Linked DNA regions of Athene noctua: region 2 is linked to region 1. Evidence: chromatin contacts called from public Hi-C data. All regions are on one chromosome and are shown on one strand. The core of a region is the stretch at or near the end of the contact, and the rest is flanking DNA. Distances in the headings are between cores, read along the strand shown. Region 1 holds the start of LOC141967531 (gallinacin-9). Region 2 holds the start of EFHC1 (EF-hand domain containing 1).

Evidence for each region. Hi-C and Micro-C count contacts between places; a contact is called where the count stands out from the background.
Region 2: a Hi-C map of heart shows a contact between it and region 1, with 5 times the contacts expected there. The contact joins the promoter of EFHC1 here to the promoter of LOC141967531 in region 1.

Annotation. Positions count from the first base shown.
Region 1 is chr1:5,298,476-5,305,630 of bAthNoc1.hap1.1, forward strand. It overlaps LOC141967531 (gallinacin-9), which reads left to right and starts at 2,449. Exons shown (of 3, transcript XM_074921416.1): 1 at 2,449-2,567; 2 at 4,716-4,845; 3 at 6,040-6,378. The coding sequence starts at 2,510. The coding sequence ends at 6,055.
Region 2 is chr1:5,435,470-5,443,031 of bAthNoc1.hap1.1, forward strand. EFHC1 (EF-hand domain containing 1) reads right to left here and starts at 2,596. Exons shown (of 10, transcript XM_074921505.1): 1 at 2,483-2,596. The coding sequence starts at 2,545.

The DNA.
Region 1 (7,155 bases), core at 1,199-3,698:
ACTCCTGTTATTTTTTCAATCATCTCCCTCTTGATGGTTTTCTTATGGCTCGCCATGTTTTAAGATCATGGCCTGTCCCTTTCTTTCCCTCTTTTTGGCCATGCTCTGTTTTCAGAAAAGAAACTGAGGGTGCGTGTGGATGAGGTGCCTGTCTGAAACATTGAGCGGGTGCACGGAGAGGTTTAGGTTGTGGGGTTGCATCTATGTTCTAGCTCACAGATCAGAAATCAGACAGCTGGTCAATATTCCCTATGGTTTGCTTCAAATAAAATTTCAGCGCGCACACACGGACACAGAGTGTTTTAATATAAAAGATTGGCTCCTCAAAACTTCATTTCCCATGTTCAGGGGGAAAATAGAGGACAGATGAAGGAGGATTCCTTCCTCATCCTTTGCCTGAAGCAAAAGAAGGTGGCAACACAGTACACAACACAACGAGGTGCAAATGATTTCACCTCCTGTACCCTCATCCCCACAGATGAGGTTGGTGAAGACACCAACTATCAAGGCAAGAGGCCATTTAAGAACCTGTGTCTCAACAACGTGTGCAAAAACGCATGGCTTTTCCTTAGACCACCACTGCTCACCCCAGTTCTCGTGGCTCCCTGGAAAAGGACTGAAGCTCCATTTTTACATCACCTTCCCTAAGAACTTCATCACAGCAACCCACCACTGGCAGCCTGGGAGGTGCAAAGAGAGGGAGCTGTGGGCATGACACCCCCAGGCATCTTCTGGGGGTTGTGCCCATCACGTGAGACAGACAGACATGAGGCTTCCCCTCCTGCCCTTGGACCTCAGGGGCCACGGCAATGCTGCCACTTCTATCTGTCCTCCACAACCTGTTGAGCAGGGACAAATGTTCATGAACCATGGAGGGGAATTTGCCCACTTTGCCACCTGCATCCTCTTGCTCCTCCTCAACCTCCTCATCTGCCCTCCACTGTAAAGAAGATTTTTGCTTGTTTCTAAAATCCCAGTCCTGACATAGCAAGCTAATATGTTGCGGGTTTTTTTTTTCCCAAACTGAGGCACCCGTTTCATGCCCTAGACCCAATTTGTAGCAGCCAGTTTACCACAGACCTCTCTGCCCTCTGTGTGCAGACATAGCTCACCTCCTGCTGTTACTCTCCATCGCTTCAGTTTGCTGCTCTCACTGAAGCAGTAAAAAATTAAGCACTCTCATGACTTGATTTCATTAATGATTCTTGGCTTATACTGATTCTCTGAAAAAAAAAAATCACCTGCACTTGTGTTTGCCAAGACACATATGTCTCAGGAGTGGCACTTCTTGGAGACAAGCACAAGTACTAACTGCTGTACAAAGCTCTGGTGACACTTCCTCTGGTCCATCTTATATATGGCAAGTCCTACACATGCATTAAAAAAAAAAAAATCAGTTTTGTTTTTTTTTTTCACATACAGAGAAAGGTTACCTGGAGATAAGAGGTGTGGAAACACCACATGAAAGTAGGCTTGTTATGTGGAATGTATAAAATCAGAGAGAGAGATGTGAGTCTTTTCATCAGGAAGGTGACTAGCTGCAAGGGAAAATGTTAAACCCACATCATTTTGGGCAAAGAATGAGTAGGTTTAGACTCTCCACAAAGGCTAGACTTTGGAAGAAGGTTCAAAACAGCAGAGTAGGGTATGGGAGTGCAGTGCCTGTAACAGCAGCAAGTAACATGACCTCACTGTTTTCAGGACAGAGCTTAGGTGACTGCTGAAAAGGAACTGGGATGCTAAGTCCTGTGACAGCGTGGCACCACGCACAGTGGTGTCCCTTTCACTCCTTGCTGTCTAATGGCTGCTTCTTCAAGGTTTGGAACAAATCCATGCCTAAAGTCACAAATATAAGATGCAGAGAGTAACCGTGGAGAACAATTGGGAGACTGGAGCTATTATAATATCCGCTGATTTCATAGCCAGGAGGGGTAATATCTGCAACCCTTTCACTCCTGCCCTGCCTTCTTCAGTTGCAGCCCTGCAACTCTGATCCAAGCAAGGTCTGAAACTCTGATCCTTTGCTGCATTCAAGGAGGAGGGTCTGTTGCCTCCTTGTTTCGTGCAACCTTGCAGGCTTTTGCTATGCTCACCATGCCTGGGGGGAGGATAGACTGTCACAAGACCATGGCCAAGAGCCATGAAGCATCAGCAGATCCTCATCATTTACAGTACTGCAGATCACAGGAACCCACCTCCCTCCTCCTCCAATCCTGTGTCCTCCCCGGGTGCAGCCCACCAGCTGGCACAGGGCATGCAAGCACAGTGTGATTTGGTCACCGCTCAGGTCAGGCATCTTCAAATGGGTTACGTTGCAACATCCTCACACATCACCACTCTCTATAGTAACAGGGCAATGAACTCACCACTTCTCCGCCCCCCTGGTTCTCTCTCTCCCAGAGCCTTTATAAGCAGAGGGACGAACCATCTTCTGCCTTGATCATCAGCTTCTGTCTGTCTTCAAGTATCTTCACACCTGCAAAGGCTATCTTACTACCAGCTGGCAGTCATGAGAATCCTTTTCTTTCTCGTTGCTGTTCTCTTCTTCCTCTTCCAGGCTGCTCCAGGTAAGATTGAAAACAGAGGAGGTGAAGGGTGCATGTGCAGAGAAGTCTGTTAGAGACCGGTGCTGAGGTTCAGATTCCCTCTGTGCTCTTGGACTCCATGACTTCCATATTAGAAGCCCCCTTCCTTAGTCATAGTCTTAATCTTAAAGCTATTGAGTTGAGGTCCTTGATAGGCTTCCTGATGCTTCTCTTTCTAGCATCTTGTGTTCCAGTCACATGGTGACGTGATGGGAAAAAAAATGCTCCTGTGTATTCCTGAGGTAATTCTTAGGCTCATAATTAAGATGCAACTCTGCAATGGGAGAGCTTTCTCTTGTCACGTTTGCACCTACACCTCCTGACTGGGTATTCTAGAGGAAAACACCTATGTTTTTGGAAAAAAAAAAAAAGGAGTTGTGACTGGGTTTTTTGCCTGAAGTGTCTATTGTCCATGTGCATTAAGTGAGTTTAGAGCACATGCATCATTCCAGGGTGTTTGGGGGACTTCAGAGAAGTTTAAGCTGTCTCCATCCTTGCTTTGCTTTGCAGTAGACTCAAATTTGTACCTATTTTGCTAAACCAGCAAACGTCTACTCAAAGAAGAAATGTAGAACCTCTTAGTCAAAATCAGGGACTTGTGAGGAGCTTTAGATAAAGCCTGTACTACAGGCTTCTGGATTGTTTTCTTGGACATTTCCTATTTTATGAGTCGTGAAAAGTATTCTCTATTTCAAAACAAACTGTGAGTCTCTGTGAAAAGACAAGTTACCTTATATCTTTCCATAAAGACTTACATACAGAGAAGACCCATAATATTACAGGGCTTTTTAATTTAGGAGACAAGGGAAAAAAAGGTCTAATGATGTCTTTAAAATCAGCTGAGTGAAATTAGCAACGTACAATCCTGGAATAATATGTGATTAAGGGAAAAGACTTGAGAACCACTAGGAGAAATTTGTTGAAATGTGGTAGATCTAATATAGAATAAAGCTTGCACACCTTTCAAGTTAAGGAGAGAGTCCAGTTTGATGACAGGTGTGGATTGAGACAGGCACAGAAAGTACTGGGTGAGATGATTGCGTTTGTGCTTAGCAAGAAGTTGGGGCAGCTGATGAGGGCTCTTCTGCCTTTTAAGTGCACAGATGTACAGGTGATATAAGAGATCCACTTAAATCATACAAAAATAACACAATTTGAATCGGAAGCTGAGCATCTCAGTGGAAATAAATAATGTTTAGCTTGGAAATACTCTGAACCTGAACTTGGGGCCAGACTTTTACCTGGGATAAGCCCAGGCGGATCCCGTGATGATGATGAGGGAGCTGCAGTCTTTGCCACCACCCGAACATTTGGCCCTTCAGTTCTGAGCATACTGGCACGCTAAAATCATCATAGCATCTAGCTAAACAATATACAGTACTAGTGACAGCAGTCACTGACTTTATTTTATGGTGTATATTTAAGTGTACAAAACATTTTAATTGGGAAAATGCTAGTCCCATTGGTTTGGCTGTGATGAAGGTTTATCTTTTCTGAAGTTTTATGCCATCTATATTAGCCATACCGTATTTTACACGGTAACACAGTGCGCAGGTTTCCCGTGAGCACACTGCTCACACTCACAACGCTCAGTGCTTCCTGTGAAGAAGCTATTTAAAGTACGAGATAAAGATTATGAGTCGTAAATACGCTTTACATTTGCTGAAACTTGAATGGAAAATTTGAAGAAAATCAGAACATTTTTATTTGAATATCATCACTTTTTTTTTTTTTTCTGAGAGTAATGTGAGATTAATATTAAAAATGCATTTTTTCTGTGTTTCCTATGGCTTTTTCATATAACACAGTATTTCTGTGTGTCACTGGAATGACAAGCACATGTCTCCAGGAGAGATGCTAGGGAAGCAGACTGTTATCTTCGGGTCACTATGAATCAGGTAGACTGTTTCTCCAGGCTGTAATGGAGAGATGCTAGCATTACAGCTTGCTCTTCTGGTTAGTTTGTATTTCATAGGGATGTAAAGGCCTTAAGAAGATGTGATCAGGTTACCCCAGTCACCAATCAGGTGGCAGGAAACCAAAAACCATGCCAGATAAATCTAATGCCACAACTCTCCAGTGCTCTGCCTTGACAAATAAACACGAATTTTCCCTTGGGTTTTTTCGCAGCTTACAGCCAGGAAGCTGCTGACACCTTAGCATGCCGTCAAAACCGGGGGTCCTGCTCATTTGTTCCATGCTCGGCTCCTCTGGTTGACATTGGGACCTGCCGTGGTGGGAAGCTGAAATGCTGCAAATGGTAAGATGAATTCCTCCAGAGAAACGCCACTTCACCAAGAGGAAATAGACTTACTGGGCTTTTCCCCTTTTGGCATACAACAGGCCACCTTCTCCAGCTGTCTACATCCTCCAAAAAACCCCTCTAATTGCTGGGGTTTGTGGCTGGTAACAAAAAAGGCAGAGCCTTGTGGTGTCAAAACCACCAGTCTGCTTTCTCTGAAAAACCACAGGGAGAAGTTGATGATGAGCAGAGAGGAACCTGGAGTTTGCACATCTAATATCGTTAATGAATTATCATATAGCACTAATAACTTCTCCCAGCGTGAGTCTGCTACCAGGGCAGAACTAGCTCATGCTCAAACTCTGCCTCTGCTAAGCAGAGTGGACGCAAATGACTTGAGACAGCTCTGAGGACCCTCCGTCGATCCACACAGGCAGCAGCATGGAGTTTCACACTACCAAAAACCCCCAATTTATCAGCACAGAACAACCATTAAATAAGTCAGGATTCATAGCAGGGTGCAGTTTTCCATCTCAGTTACTTAATCTAGCGCCAAGTGCCAGATATTAGATCAAAGTGCCACAGGGCATTTTCTACCCTCTAGGTAGGAACACTCCAACATGTTTTCATCAGCATCAGCAAAAAAGCATCTGCATTTGTAGGAGATATCCCATGCAGAGTGATGCTGTAAGATGCCATGGTCCAGTTCTGCAGTTGGTGACATTTCATACCATACATGTTGGGTTGTTTTGTTTGTTTTTTTTTTTTAAATTTGCATTTTTATTTAATCTAATTGGGTTTCTGTGAAACACCATGCAGAAAGATGCAAAAAAAAAAAAAAAGGAGAAGCCTTGTCACTCTTTTTCATAGAAAAAGGGCATGGAGGGCATGGACGAAAGAGAGAGCAACCACTTTGTCCAGTGTAGCTCTTTATTCCTAAACTAGTTTTATTCTCAGAAGATACCCTGGCAGTATTCTGGGTCATCAGCAGCTGCAGCCAAATAGCTGTGGTGTGTACTGAGTGGAGACATCCACATCCTCCATTTTATCTGGGTCGTCTTATGGCCAAAACCACAGGTCAGCAGCCCAGATCACAAGGATCTCTGCTAATCTCTAACCCCATGTGTTACCTTATATCTACAGAAGTCTGAGATGGCAAGGTATAATTTACTTGTTTGATGGACTAGCTAAGCACCTGAATTTTCTTTGCAGGACACCCAGTTCCTAAAACTGACACCTCCCTGACCACGCAGACAAGAACTCTGGGCACCTGAGACATTTCTCATCCTTTGACAACAATGGATCCCAGCCCCAGTGAAAGCCTGGGAAGCCTTTCCCATGGGGGTGAAGACCCTTAGAAGCACAAGAAGATCTGAGGAGGAGTTCTTGTACCCTGATAAAGAGATTTGCAGCTTCTAATAAAAGCAAGTCACTGTGAAACCACATTGCTGATATTTGCTCATGAATGTCAGGATGGTTATTGCTGTTCTTATTTTCTATAAAAAATCAACCTGTAAATGAAGTTTATTTAACTAAATTAAGTTAATTTAAGTGCACGTGTCATTGAGTCATGTTAAATTGTCCTGCAGAGTGTCTGTGTTGCGGCGATTTGTGTGGCAACATAAATGATGATAAATCAAAAAGCAGTAGAGGCCATTCCCTCTGCCATCCCAGTCCAGGGCACCAGGCTGGGGTTCAGGAGACAGGCTCAGTCCTCCGCTCCTCTACAGGGCTGCTTTTGCTATCCCAACCTGGAGGGCTGGGAATGGCAACGCAGAGAAAGAAACCCCAGGGTGGCAGAAGGCCAACATCTTTAGGTCTTGAAACATCCTCACCATATTCATGTCATTCTGCTCCTGCTGCCTCTATTTAGTCCAGACTAGCATCATGATAACGAAGTTTTGCTTCTCTGGATTCTAAACTAATCAGACTGTTTATTACTACACTAAGCTGTCTGTTTGCATGTCCATCAGCCTGGAGTCTCAGCAGCTGCTGTTGCCACGTATAGATGCATCCCTGAATTGCATTCACAGAATTCACAGGATCATCTCGGTTGGAAAAGGCCTTGAAGATCATCCAGTCCAACCGTTAACCTAACATTGACAGTTCCCAGCTAGACCATATCTCTCAGTGCCATGCCGCCTCTACTCTTAAACCCCTCCAGGGATGGGGACTCCCCCCCTGCCTTGGGCAGCCCATTCCAACACCCAACAGCCCCTTCTGCAAAGAAATGCTTCCTAATATCCAGTCTAAACCTTCCTTGGTGCAATTTGAGGCCATTCCTTCTTGTCCTGTTGTTTACTACTTGGTTCAAGAGACTCATCCCCC
Region 2 (7,562 bases), core at 1,346-3,845, 140 kb after region 1:
ATCAGGAGCATTGTGCTGGCAGGAGATGGAAGGGAAGCTTTCTTCCTTTGGGATAATTAGCATTCCCATTGGAAGATCAATGGGCATGAGGTCTGCGTCCCGTGAAGTAAAGAGGCTCTGTGAGGGACATGGGAAGAACAGACTGGCTGACCCGCAGTGGGGCTCACCATCACCTGAGGATTCACCTAAAGATATACTAGGTTGGTTAGGAGGTTCTCTCTTCTGTAGAGCACAGTCTAGGGAATGTATCAGGAAGACATGGAAGTGCTTATTCTGGAGGTGTCAGTTTTCAGTAGGAATATCAAGGACAAGGAGTACTGTCCCAAGATAAGTCTTTTTTTTTTTCAGTACAGCATGTTCCATAACAAACATTAACATAAAAGTACATGAGGTTCCTTATTCTGGAATACCAGAGCATACTGGGGTCCTGTTCTCCTGATGACCAGACAACTTGGATGTATTGTGAGAGAAGAAGTGGCCTCACTCAGAATAGGGAGCCTTATGGAAATGGAGGAGCCTGTTCTTAAGGATATTAAGCTCCCAAAAACTGTCAGGAGCTTAATGCGTAGGAACAATATACAATATTCCCTACAAAAGTCTGGGAGCATTGCTTCTGCGGGAAACAGTCAGGATATCGGTTTCTCAAACTGACATTCGTACCATTGAGCTGAAGTTGAGCAATGGTGTCAAGATTCAATTAGTTCCCCAGGGAGAAGGAAGGTCAGAGCAGTCAGCTGCCCTGAAACAATACTGGAAGGAACTCAGTATCACTTCTCATCCGTGGTACCGCTTCCTCAAGAGGATGTTGGGAGGATTTGGGGTTAGCAGATCCTTAGTGCGTGGGCCATTGGGAATGGGGAAAAGGAGAGGTTGCTTCCTCATTTAGGTGTCAATTCAAGTGAAGAGGATGAGGATGAAACTACTTCTTCCAAGGAACCTGGCAGCAGCTGAGAGGGTCTCACTTCCTTGGGATGGGCCTGGAGGCTGTGGTGGTATCAGTTCTGTGGAGAGATACCACTTCTCTGAAGATTATCAGGTTCTCACACTCCAGACTGTTAGTTCCCTGTGGACTATCAAGGATTCTTTTCTCCAGGCAATACTGGGTGAGCATTTGTGGAAGTATCAGAGCTTTGAAGAAGGGGGTACCAGGAGGGTGTTGATTGCCTGGGAGACTGGTGACTTTGGGGTGTATCTGTCCCTCTGAGGGTGGTGGGTGGGTCCAGGACATAACTGTACTGGGATGGTGTGGGGGATTAATTCCTGGTGGAGGACTGCTTGAGGTTTGGACAGTGTTGGTTCTCCTGAGTATAGCAAATCAGTTGAGGGGCTGTAAGGTGAGTTTATGGGTCCTGGTTCAGAGCATTATGAGAATGAGCAGTAGGTTCAGAACACATCCCTTTGGGAAAACTGAGATAGTTCAGAGAAATAGTAGTTTTTCCTGGGGGAATCAGGTTTCAAGGCTGTAAAGTGAGTTTGGGGATAATCCTTCCCTTGGGGTATCACATGAACTGGCAGGGGAACTATCGGATGGATTCAGGGGTGCTGGATGCCCATGGGGTGAGTTTGCAGATAGTAGTTCTGCAGTTATAAAGTTTTTGGGGTCTCAAATGAGGCTGGGAGAACCTACCTCTCCAAAGGTATCAGGACAATTTTGGGGTTATCAGATGGGTGCAAGATGCAATGGGTTCCCTGGGGACAAGCTTAAGAGTACCAAGTTCCCTGGAGGGTGGGCTCAGGGATAGCTGGTGCCCTGGTAACAGGCTTTCAGTGACATTGGGAGAATTTAGGGAGAACCATGTCAGCTGTGGGTGGGGTCAAGGGATACCAGGTGGGTTCAGAGAGCTCAAGTCTCCCAGAAGCGAGTTCAGCAGATATTTGTTGGCTTTGGGAAATACCAAGTCCCCTGGGGGAGAGGTCAGTGGGTGCTAGGTCTGCTGGGGAGCATCAGATGAATTTACAGGGCACCAGGTCCCTTGGGGATCATTTCATAGGGTACCAGGTCCCCTGAAGGGTGTCTGGTGAGTTTGAGGGGTACCAGGTTCCCAGGACATGGGTTCACAAGACACCAAGTCCCCTCAGGGATATTAGGTGAATTCGGGAGGTACCAGGCTTCACGAAGGAATGAGGGAGTGGTCTGAGGGAACAAGTGGTTCCCTTGGGGTGGTTTAGGGTGTAATATGTCCCTGTGAGGGAATATTAGGTGAGTTTAGGAGCAACAGGTCTCCTGAGGAGTTAGAGGAGGATCTGAGGGAGCACCAGGTTCCCAGGGGGTGTCTTCAGTGGCTACCAGGTCCCCCGGCAGAGCCAGACAGGGTACAAGTCACTGACGAGTCCCTGGAGCAGGGGTGGGGGTAGAGGCCTGGACCTCAGGGAGGCTTCTCTGGGCCCCGCCAGGCCGGGACAGACCGGGCTTGGGGGTGGCCCGGGGGAAGGGGGGCGGGGGATCCCCGGGAGGCAGGGTTCACCGGACGGCGGCGCTCACCATGGCGTCCCTGAAGGCGCAGCCCGGGAGGAAGGGCAGGCCCGGCTCCCGCCCCAGGCTCATGGCGGCGCAGCCGCTCCCTCCCCCGGCTCCGGTGACGCTGTCTCCATGGCAACCGCCGGCCCGCCCAGTGCGCAGGCTCGCCGGGAGGGGGACGCGCATGCGCACTGAGGCGGGCGGGCTCCCGCGCCTGCGCAGTGAGCGACGGGGAGGCGTTGCCGTGGCAACGGGAGGGCGGGAACGCGGCCGCGGGAGCCGGCCCGAGCCGCGGGGCCGGGGCCGGAGGGGCCCCCCCGGCACGCTGGAAAGGGGGTTCAGGGCGGCCTCGGCCCCGTAATGGGGAAAAGAATCAGTTTCGGGAGCTGTGGAAAGCGTTAATCCCGTTTTCTTACGGGTTTGAGTGCGGTTCGGCCTACTCCAACGCAGGCCGCCGCCATGTTCCTCCTCCCCCTCACAGCCAGCCGGGGCCTTTCAGCATCTCGCAGTGTAAACTCAGTATTGGCTCAGTCAGACCCTCACCCTCTTGGCACAGCTGGGCTATGTCCTTGCTATTAAAAAATTTTGGCCTCCAAAACGGATTTCTGACAGCCAGGCTGCTTTTTGGGAGATATCCCAGCCCTGTGCTTTGCTTAGGGGGAAGAAGAGCTGTAGAGGGCCGAAGGTGTATCAGGAGCGCTCAAAACATTTTAACAGGAAAAGTGATTGTGCTGGCTTATTGCATATATTGTATGTATATTAGCTGTGAAATAGTGCATTTTGTAATATGTAGCACTGACACGGTTCCTTTCTTTCAAGCATTTCTCACCTGTTCCTGAAGGAAGCAGCAAAAAGAAGCAGTAGGGGGGACATCTAGGAAAAGGTGGTTGTGCAAGTCACTCCCAAATGTATGAGAGAAGAGAGATTCAAGTTAAGCGCCGGAGAGAAGAGGTTTTTGTGTGCCTTTCCTTTGGTCTCTTTATCAACAGTACACAAGACAGGCCAGGCTGCGATTCAAGGGCAGGCAGCGGGATCTGAGAATTTTGTAAATAGAAGTCAAGCAGAGAGAAATGCAGCCAGACTGTCTGTCTAAGCATGGTGTGGGAGAGAGAAGAAAGCCAGCCAGTGGGAGATAAAAGAATGAGTCTGATGAGCTTAGAAAGGAAAATAATAGATTGAAGGCCAAGCAGGGCTAAAAGGCTGGATCTAAAAGACAGCAAGCTGCTAATGTGACTGCTGACTCAGATGCAGGTGCTGGCACCGAAGTGCTCTCTCTGATTTCTTCTGCTGTGATATCCAAGCACTGATTAGCGGGTTTCCTGAACTTAGCAAGAACCAGGGCCTTCCTCAGCGAAGGAAACTTATCTCTGTGGGCCATGGGTCATCCTCTAGGAGAGTGACAGCAACTTTTTAACAAGGCCGTGTGGCAGAGTGTCCCTGTGCACTGCTTGCCACGGGAAAGGAGTGCTGCTGTCTCACTTTTTGTATGAGTGGGGAAGTAAGGCCAGGGGATTTATCCAGGGTCATGAAGTAGAATCTTAAGCTCTGAATGTGAGCAGGGACAGGATCAGAAGACTGTGGTCCCAGTGCATTCCTCCTGGGTGTTTTAAGGGAGTTGGGAATGAAGAGGGGAAGATTAAGGAAAGTCATAACAGAAGCTGGGACTCTCTTAGGAATAGCGATCATAAACCAGGATAGTGGGGGAAATGGGAAATAAGGAATTAAAGTGGAACTCAGAACATCTGGATTCAGCATCACCTTTGACATCAACTTCTGTACAGGCAAGTCTGACTTGCCCAGGCTAAGACAAGCCTCTTTAGCCTCCTACATTCCTACTGTCTACTTGTAAAAGGGAAAAGGAAGTCGTTATCAAGATTTCCTATCTCTCATTTGTTTAAAGCTTATGTAATGTAGAGGAAAACCTGTGCTATTACGTGTATGTATGCTGCTGTAATACACGCCAATAAAAATGTCTGACCGGTGTATTCCCATGCAAGGAGAGTGGATGGTGTTTAATACACCCCATCTGTAGTCTGAGGGATCGAAGGATCACTAGTGGGTCTCTTAACACTCAGAAGGCTTGTTGGCTGTAGGCTGAAATTTGCCACCTGAGTATCCACACATTTGTGAAATATTCAGGAATTGAGATCAGACCGCTCTCCAACAGCACTTTCTACGCTGCTTGGTCATCGCATCCAGCGTTTGTTCTGCTGACTAACAGACACCCTGATGAAGCAATACCAGCTTGGATTTTTTCCTTTCTTCCACCCCATCTATTGGCTCTCAAGGGCCAAATATTTGATACAGGTATGCTAGAAAGGATACTGATAAGGAGCAAGTTTAGTGCTTATCACTTCATAGCTAGAGGAACTGTTTTGGATTGAGAGTAGGTTTTACCTTCAGCCAGAACAAACCAAAGAACTATAGGATGAAGGATAAGCCATCACTAGGAACAGCTGCAGAATTTAAGACACAGCAGGTAGCTTAATGCCTTAAACTTCGGGCATGTTCAGTTCTTTTTTTTTTTTTTTTTTTTTTTTTTTCCAGGGCTGTTAAGGCTCCACTTTTCTCTCTGAAGTCAACAGGAGCAGCAGACAGCACTGGGAAGTGTTCTTCCCCTGACCCTGTCCCTGACACTGTCTTCAACAGCTGCTTAACAGAACAAAGAAGGGAACATCTCAGAGCTGTTTGCTAATACTCTGCCTCTTAGCCCATGTTATCAGAGAGCTGCAAGGATAAAGGCCAGATAAAGATTGCCACTGGGTAAAAGAACATCTTCTGAGGCTGCAATATCTGGTGCTTGAAGTAAAAATTTTTACCTTCTCTCACATTCTCTCCTCTGTGGCTGGTGACATGCGAAACGACCGAAACAAAATGCCTCATTCTTCTGACTTGGAAGCTTTTACTTTTTGCATTTAGCTTCCCGTGCTTTGGATAGGCCAGTTCCCTCTTATAACCATCTCCAGCTTTTCACGCATCAAGGATGTGTGTGTAATATCGGATACCGACGGGCATGTAAATATGTTCCCTAAAACAGTATCACCAAGTAGTTTCTTCTCAGCATACCACAAGCCTCTATTTTTGTTCCCGGTTAAAAAAGTTAACAACAGCCCTCAGTTTCTGTTTTGGTATTTTCTCCCATTCCTCTCCAGTTTTTGCTTCATGGAAACTTAAAACTTTGGCATAACTCGTCGGGTGAAATCCCTGTCACTAATGGCGAGGGCGAGACGATCCCTCGCTCAGAAATGCATCTCTCTGCAGAGTTGGCTGCACGCCTGCTTGAACGGAGCATTTTTTCCTAAGCCTGTCTGGGGAGGTAGCGCGGAAGGCTCTGCTTTCGTGGCACCGGGAGCCTCTCTGCTGCCACAGATGAAGACATCTCGCCCTCTGGTGGGTAAAACCACAACAGCACGGAAGCCCTGGTCTGCATGTTGTGTCAAGAAATAATAATTAAAATGATTAGTGTGGTGGTAGTAGAAGGAAAAAGCTGATTTTTTAGAGGATTGACATTCACACCGAGTTTATATGCTGGGGTATGTACGTGATCGCACGTGATCCTCCTGATAAAGAGGGTTTAAACTAGTGATGTTTGGGGGAGAGTTACCAGCAGCCCTGTCATGGAGTGCTGGTCAAGGTCGATGAGCAGAGGGCCTGGAGTGGTGTAACAGAAAGAGATCACAAAATCGACAAAACAGGGCTTAAACGGGGTCACCTCCAGCGTTTGCATGCAAGCAAGGAAGTGCCTAGGAGGCACCAGTACGGAGAAATCCCCCAAAGCCCTTCTGGGAAATCTGTGTGCTGGGGGTGTTTCTCCGAAATGCCTGTAGAGTAACGCAGGCGTGTGGCGAGTTAGAGATCTGTGCGCAGCTGCAGGGCTACCATCCTGCTGGGATCAGGAGGACATGGCGGGATGGCTCCCATGGCTCAAGGGTTGCGACGGAGGGATAGAGGCTCTTTAAGGACAGGTTGAGAAGATGGGGAGTTGGCCTTTGTGTGAGAGAAAGCTGGAATGCATAGAGCTCTGCGTGGATGAGGAGCCAACTGAGAGCTTGTGAGTGAGGATTAAAGAGAAGAACAATATGGGTGATATTGTAGTGGGTGTCTGCTGTAGGCTGCCTAACCAGGAAGAACAAGGGGATGAGGTCTTCTACAAGCAGATGGAGCGGTCTCTTTGTAGGCCCTGGTCCTTATGGGGGACTTCAGCCACCCTGATATCTGCTGGAGGGACAACACAGCAGGGCATAAGCAATCCAGGAGGTTCCTGGAGTGCAGTGCTGATAACTTCCTCCTGTAAGTGATAGAGAAGCCAACAAGGAGAGGTGCTTCTCTGGACATCATACCAACAAGGGCTCAGTGGTGATGTGGAGGTCAAAGGCAGCCTTGGCTGCAGTGAGCAGGAGATGGTAGAGTTCAGGATCCTGAGGGGAGAGAAGAGGGTAAAAAGCAAGCTCAGAACCCTCGACTTCAGGAGAGCAGACTTTGGCCTCTTCAGAGACCTCTACCTGCTTGGTAGAGTCCCATGGGATAAGGCCTAGGGAGGAGTGGGGCCCAAAAAAGCTTCCTGATATTCAAGGATCTCCTCCTCCAAGCTGAAGAGTGGTCCATCCCAATGAGCAAGAAGTTGGGCAAAAATGCCAGCTGGCCTGCGTGATTAAACGAGGAGCTCCTGGCAAAACTCAAACACAAAAGAAACATACAGAGGGTGAAAGCAAGGACAAAGACAGGGAGGAATCCTAGAACCTTGTGCAGGGATAAGGTTAGGAAAGCCAGTTGAATCTGGCCAGGGATGTCAAAGACAACAAGAAGGGCTTCTACAGATAGACAGGTGACAAAATGAAGACTAGGGAAAATGTGGTCCCATTACTCAGCAAGATGTGGGAGCTGGTTACACAGAACAGGGTAAAGGTTGACATACTGAATGTCCACTTCTGTCTTTACTAGCAAGACCTTCAGGAATTCTAGGTCCCTGAGGCCAGGGGAAAAGGCTGGAGCAAGGAAGATGTACCTTGGTGGAAGAGGATCAGGTCAGGGAATATTTAAGCATGGGATGCACCCACGAGTGCTGAAGGAACGAGCTGATGTCACTGCAGGGCTGCTGTCAGTG